Regions from separate parts of the Triticum aestivum genome. Here region 1 is linked to region 2. A link is a contact called in public Hi-C data. All regions are on one chromosome and are shown on one strand. The core of a region is the stretch at or near the end of the contact, and the rest is flanking DNA. Distances in the headings are between cores, read along the strand shown. Region 1 holds the start of LOC123086398 (WEB family protein At5g55860). Region 2 holds the start of LOC123086392 (protein ZINC INDUCED FACILITATOR-LIKE 1).

What was found. Hi-C and Micro-C count contacts between places; a contact is called where the count stands out from the background.
Region 1: a Hi-C map of leaf shows a contact between it and region 2, with 4 times the contacts expected there. The contact joins the promoter of LOC123086398 here to the promoter of LOC123086392 in region 2. A contact is called at or near these places in 2 of 5 Hi-C or Micro-C datasets (both in leaf).

Annotation. Positions count from the first base shown.
Region 1 is chr4A:466,259,927-466,263,214 of IWGSC CS RefSeq v2.1, reverse strand. LOC123086398 (WEB family protein At5g55860) reads right to left here and starts at 1,563. Exons shown (of 3, transcript XM_044508160.1): 1 at 1,306-1,563; 2 at 106-293. The coding sequence starts at 264.
Region 2 is chr4A:465,775,700-465,779,387 of IWGSC CS RefSeq v2.1, reverse strand. LOC123086392 (protein ZINC INDUCED FACILITATOR-LIKE 1) reads left to right here and starts at 2,304. Exons shown (of 18, transcript XM_044508152.1): 1 at 2,304-2,538; 2 at 3,573-3,688. The coding sequence starts at 2,349.

The DNA of each region.
Region 1 (3,288 bases), core at 314-2,813, 480 kb before region 2:
TTCTTAGATAGCTGCAGTTGCACACAATGTATACAAAAAATTCTGCATGCAGGCCTATCATATAATTACGTATTAAAGCCACAATTTTCTGCTAAAAAATAGTACCTCTGCTTGTGGGGCCTGTGCCTTTCTGGTGGCGGATCTTTCAGAGGAAAACCGGACCTCGCCAAACAAACTTACTGCAGCTTTAACAGATTCAAAAGGAGCCCTTGTATCTATTTCTCCAATCTCCGTCTTTTCTGAATCAGCGTGTGGTGTCCCCATAATCCCGTTGCCACAATAATGTATGCAGCCTGTGACAGAAAATAATTGCAGTTACATCAAGTTATATGCAATAAAATGGATCTGTTTTACAAAGGGGTCCAGTAGATTCTCTGATGACCAGAAATAACCTATGATCTAGCAGCTAAATACAGTGCTGATGATTAGTTTTACGATATTCAAGGGATTAAAAACCCTAAGTATGTTTATGAGGTTACTGAATTTGTCAACAATCTCATTGGAAACAACCACAGCTTTCCTAAAAATAAACCACAGTACATTTATCCCTTTTTTCTTAGATCAACCCCACTGATCACACTCCCTGCACTAGCAATTTCATTACCAAAACACCATTGCTCCCTGATATGTAACTCTTATACAACACCATCTGCCCTCTTAATCTCTTATTCCCCCTACCACACTGTCTCCAGCCCCCTCGTTCGCCTCCACTTGATATAATGCTCATTAAAATCATGAGCTGATAAATGTGATCCAGCTTTTTGCAATGCTGAATACCACCAAATAGTAAAGGGTTGCAGCAATAAGTTCAAAGCGATACTTTCGCCATCCATGACAAAGGTTCTCATCAGACACTAAAATAGATACCAGGTTCCTAAACTACAATGATGGTAACAAGGAATCAGCAACAGAAATGTGGCCGTCAATTCCCCAGATAAATTATTACCCAAATTATTAAAACAGAGAATCCAGCAAAAATGCATATGCAGCCTGCACCTTGAGCTAGTAGTCCAGAAATTTCTCGTGAACACTAAACCATACAACATGCTAGGTATGTTCCTCAAAATTTGTCGCGAATCCAGCAAATTCACAAAAATAATACTACGATAATTTCCTCGAGGACGTCGCTAGGTAATTGCAGGCTCGCCGCTACACAACAAACCAATCGTCGCGATCCAGCACGTAGCTGCCACAAAATTCACGGCCGTGTGTGTATTTCCGCCACGCCCACCACGCGACGACGATCAGGTGATGGGAGAAAAAGTATTGAAGCGAGAGGATTGGCCAATGCAGGAGGAAGGGTACCTGACGCGGCGGTGGCGGTCGGAGGAGCGGTCTGACCAAATTCGAAGAGGGTGCGGCGCTGGAGGTCCTGCTGCGCCGAGGCCGAGGACGAGGAAGATGGTGCCAGCCGGCCGGAGAGCGAGGTGGCGGTGGCGCGGAGGGGGGAGAAGAGATCAGGTCGTCGTCGGAGGGGAGAGACGACGGGAGCGAGGGAATGGAGGAAAGGAGAAAGGTGGGTGGTGCGGTGGCGGGTTTCACGGGGCGTCCGCTCCTGTCTTGATATATTGCAAGGAAGCCCCTACGGCGGCTCTGCTTTCCAAGGGGCCCTCTCCTAATTTACGACGTGCAATATGACATAGGCGCAACTGGGCTGGGCCTCACGAAACTGAATGCACGCTCAGTTTCTCAGATCTTATTCCGCGCCTTAAGCGCCAGTTATTGAGCTTTCATTAACTGGCGCACACTCTCCCAGCACTAGCTGACGAATAGGCCGGCCCATGTAGAGTTTTTTTTCCACTGTTTTTTTCCACGCGGTTTTCCTGGGCCTTTTTTCTAGCGGTTTTTCCTGAAAACGCGTTTTACTCGTTTTTTCTATTTTTCTATTTTTCTTTCTTTTTCCTTTTTAGTTTTTATTTTATTTTTTCTTTTCAAATGCGTGAAGTTTCTTCAAATTCAAAACTTTTTTGCAAATCTGTGAAATTTTTCGAATTTTCGCGAATTTTTTATAATTTTATAAACTTTCCATTTTGCAAACTTTTCAAAATTACGTAGTTTTTTAAATAGTGAAAAATCAAATTCATGATTGTTTTCAAAATTTATATTTTTCTACTTTTTGTTAGAAAATCAAATCCCTGTAATTATTTCTAGTTTTTTTGATTTTTTTTCAAATTACGATCTTTTTCCAAATATTTTTGAACTTTTTTGTTAGATTCATGAACTTTTTTTCAATTTATAAACTCCAAGGCTTGAACTTTTTTCAAATTCATGAATTTTCTCAAACTTGAGAAAAAATCCAACTTTGTAGAACTTTTAAAAATATATATTTTTTTCACTTTTTATGAACATTTTCCTTTTACAAAATTGTCAATGGTCTACGTTTCTTAGTCAACGGTCTACTTTCTTAGTCAACGATCGATGGTCCACCAGTTAAACAATCTTTTAAAATGCATATGGACAGGCCGAAATACTCGCGCATGAGAGCACCTTTACCTTAGTTAGCGCCAAAGGCACCAATTAGGAGTCCTCTCTCGGTCCCTCAAAAAAAAGGAGTCCTCTCTCAGTTTCCCATTTGAAAACCTTTTGAATTCTCAAAAAAAAAATGAAAGCATTTTGTTAATTTCGACGCTGACAACATCGTTAAGTATGCTACTTCATTCGTTTGCTGTGGAGATAATTCAGCAAATGGACTCTTATCTAGGACTAAAGTTGCATTGATTTCTCGATGCAACCAGCTGTCAATGGACTTTGCCGAAATATTGTTTAAACACTATCTCCAGAAAGCTAATCAAGTAGCAGATGAGTTAGCTAAGCATTCTTTTAGAGTTAGACCTTCGAGTTCTTGGGATGATGTAATCCCTAACTTTGTTTCTCATTTACTTGTAAACAACATGGTCATCGTATAAGGAATAAAGTCTATTTGCTGTTAAAAAAAAGTATGCACCACATATAATCTCAATGGCTTAAGAAATAAACAATTCTATCTCAAGTGCATGTGCACATTTTGGTTGAGTAATAGTAATACTTAGCGATGTTTCCTTCCCTCCATTCAAGTTTTGATAGTGAGCGCGTGGATTCACCTCAATAATAGGGAGCTCCAATATTTTATTCAACTGTGTCTATTTGGGTCTTCAAGGACAAAAACCATGGCCCAGCGCATGGACGCAGACATATTTTTTGTCCGTCACGCAAATTGAACCCAAGCAAATCCACAAATTTGGGCCGGATTTGCTTCCACACGAACGTGAGATGGACACGGCACGTGTCTGCTCGGTGCCTGGCTCAGGC
Region 2 (3,688 bases), core at 1,055-3,554:
TAGAGGCCCCTGACACCCTAGTGCTTAGTGGGCCACACCTTCATCTTCTGGTTCCCTCCCGAAACTTCCAGGGTCTCTTATTGCCAGAAAAAAATCTTCAAAAAGTTTCATGGCATTTGGACTTTATTTGGTACTGATATTCTGCAAAGTCAAAAACAAGCAAAAAATAGCAACTGGCACTGGGCACTAAGTTAATAGGTTAGTCCCAAAAACAACAATCCATAGAGTTGGTATAGAGAGGTTTGTTCGAGGGATCGTCGTGGACGGTCCAAGGATCGTCGTGGATGGTTCAAGGGACTTCAAGTTTGATCTACACCAACTCTTCTTCCGCTGCTACACGAAGTTGGTAATGATCTGATTTAACATTGTATGCATCTTCATAGTGATCCGGGACCTTGATCGTACAATATTTTTTTTGTTTTCTACTACGTTTTTTTAACAACAACCCATCCTCCCGCATGTTGAAGCTTTCTCCTATACCCCTAATCTTTGGACCGGCAGCAAATTCATCCGAATTATCGTCGTTGCCATCCTCCTCCTACTCCAGTTATCCGGCGACCCGATCTTATTGTTGCCTGTCCATGCATGGTTGGGTGAATGTGTCGAAATGGGTGTAGCCCGGCTGCGTGCCTGACTAGGTGTACGTGCCAGACTGGGTGTAGCTGGCTGCGAGCCCATCTGGGTGGGCTCCAAATCATCCATTTGTATGTCCTCGTAGCAACCTCCTCCCTGCCACCGCCGCGAATGATCTCAAACATCCCCATGTCTGCGTCATCGTATGCTAGCTCACCCGCTTTAGGCATACCAGCGAACAACGTGCGGGCACCCAGCTGCTCCACGCCCAGCGTCCGCGTCCGGAAAAGCTGCAGCGATGAACAATCTGAGAAAAGCGACGGCGCCGCGTTGACGTCGACGCAATAAGGCACTTGCCCGGCGGCGGATGCTGGGGACTGCATACCGAGCTGCTTTGCGGCATAGAAGTATGGAGCCTTGTAATGCTATGGCCATTGCGGCGTCCGCATGGTCGACGACGACAGCGGGGCCCTGCGTCCCAAGCTCCGCCCGCCACCACGTTCGCCACCTGCACGTTCTCCACCACGGCCATCACCTCCTCCACGACCACCAGCTCCGCCTCCGCTGGCTTTCTTGTTGAGCGCCGCCACTTTGTGGCCTTCGCTTTTCTGGCGGTGATTTGCTTGTGTCTCCGAGTTGATCTTCCGGGCGAGTGTGACCGCCGGATCCGGCATCTTCTCGTGCGCGTCCATACGTCGATGCCGGCGAAAAAGAGCGGAAATTGGATGGATAACAGCGAGATGGAAGAGCAGAGTGGGGGATTTTGCCACGAAAACAATGCAGCCAACTACAAAAAGCAGGTTCCGCCTTAGTTTTGGGTGGGCCTAAAGTGTCCGAGTCCTACATGACCGGTGCCCGAACTCCCGCAAAGCACTTAGGTTTGGTTTCGGTTTGTAGGGAAAACGGCGGTGCAGACTGTTTCGTGGACCGATGGGGGATGACGTTGGATGGCCTGCAGGGTCCGGACAACTACGTCCGGTCGGATAGAGAAGTGCTATACACACGACGGTTTCTCACCCGATACATGCACGACACCGAGCCGTGTCCTTTGATCGAACACGAGAAGCAAATCTGACGATACATGACAACGTCGGGTTGGCATCGAGCATAGAACGTCATGCGTGAGGCAATTTCAGGTCGGATATGGACGGTTTGGGTTCCGCGTAGGAGACGCCCTTAGTTCCTGTAACGGTAGAATAAGTGAGTCTCCATGATGTTTGGTGCGGAGGTGTTTTGCTTCACCACGACAGAGAGTATACGTATAATGTAAGGTGACGTATATTACGTGTCCGTTGTGTGTTATGTAGTCATGTGGCCTATTGCATTGGGCTATGAACGATGATACCGGTTTGCGTGTATGTTTTGCTTCGCGTTCTTCCTTTGAGAGAGAGAGAGAGAGAGAGAGAGAGAGAGACAGTTGAGCGTACATGCACTGTATGTTTATGGTGTTCCGTTCCAAAAGGAGACGTGGCCGTGCTCCCTCCCTCGCACGTGCGGCAGGCAGGCAGGCATGTTTGTTTTGGTTTATACACTGGTCGATACCGATTTTGTTTCTGTCTTGGCCGTGGCGGATCTGGTCGGCATCGGCATGGGCAATTGAAACTTGATTGCCACGGAAGCACAGCGAAATCAATTCTCACCCATCTCAAGCACGTGCAGTATCATTGTTGGGTTCGCATCACTACATATAGCCATAGCTCCAACAACCTCCCTTCCCCAGTCCCCACCCTCCCTCCCTCCCTCCCTCCCCTCGTTCAGAGACCGCGGCCGTAAATATGGAGGAGCAAGGCCGCAATGGGCGGGCCGCGGCGGCAGAGTCGTCGGTGCCACTGCTGGAGAAGAAGGCGGACGGCGTGCTGTACGTGGAGGGCTGCCCCGGGTGCGCGGTGGACCGGCGGAAGGCGGCGAATCCGGGCATCCCCTACGGCACCTTCATCTACGTCTGGACCGTCACCCTCTGCACCGGTCAGTACTCCACAACCGTTCATCCCCGATCTCCGCCATGATATATTAATATTTTTTTGCGAGGGATTAGTTAATCAATTAATTGGTTGCGCAAATGCATCAACGCTTGGTTGACTGCTTGATTTGATTTGATTTGATTTGATTTAACTTTCCATGCATCACCGTCATACTACTACGAGGGAGGGAGCAGTACTCATGATCCGTCTGTCCTGTCTGGAGAAAGGCGCAAGTAGACAAAACACGCACGCACCTGCACTGTCCCGATCACATGATCCCGTAGTACTAGTAGCGGACAAGTAACCCAAGCTTGAGATGAGAGCATCACTTGAATCAGAATCAAAGGCGGAAATGCAGGATGCTGCACTGCATAAGATTTGGGACAACCGGACAAGTAACCCATTCTTCTTCCGATTGATTGAATCAGCTGTTTCTGGACGACGACGTGCACGTCTTGGGCCACGAGATCCACGAGTTTTCCTTTTTCTTTTCTTTGGGGGAGTTATTATTTTTTTCTGAGGCTGGCAAGGGAGGGGAGGGAGTTCCACGAGTTGGATTTCTCATCCTCTCGGCGTCCACGAGTTGGTTCCAGTTCCGTTTTTCTTTCATCCGAAAATCCAAGCAACCCCTTTGCCGTAATAATTGTGCAACGGAAATTCCAGTCCCTCCCTCCACTTTGTTGTCATCTCTGACCGTCAGGGAGGGGACGCGAGGATGCGACACCGAAACGGACCTGCCTGCTTGGACCCTTCCTTCCTTCCTTGGCTTTCTTTCTTTTTCTCTATCTATTCGCGCCGGCGCGTGTGGCAAGCAAGCAAATTAAAGCGGGAATGGCATTGCCACGCCACGGACGGCAGCCGCTGCGTGCCCGATTTCGCTTTGCCCTTTCTCCATTCGGGTCTTCCCCCGGCCCGCGGAAAGGCGGCGGCATTGCGCTGATTGGCCTCTCGCTTCCCAATCCCACCTCCGCTCCTTTTATCTATCTAGAGAATCTATCTATCTATCTATCTATCTATCTATCTATTGTGATTTGTGAGGGGTGGGGAGGGTTCCATTCCATTGCCTTGCCTGCCTGCAAACAATGGCGGCGGCCAATGGGGAGGAGGAGGGGACTTCGCCGCTGCTGAGCAAGGAGGAGGAGCGCCGGTACCAC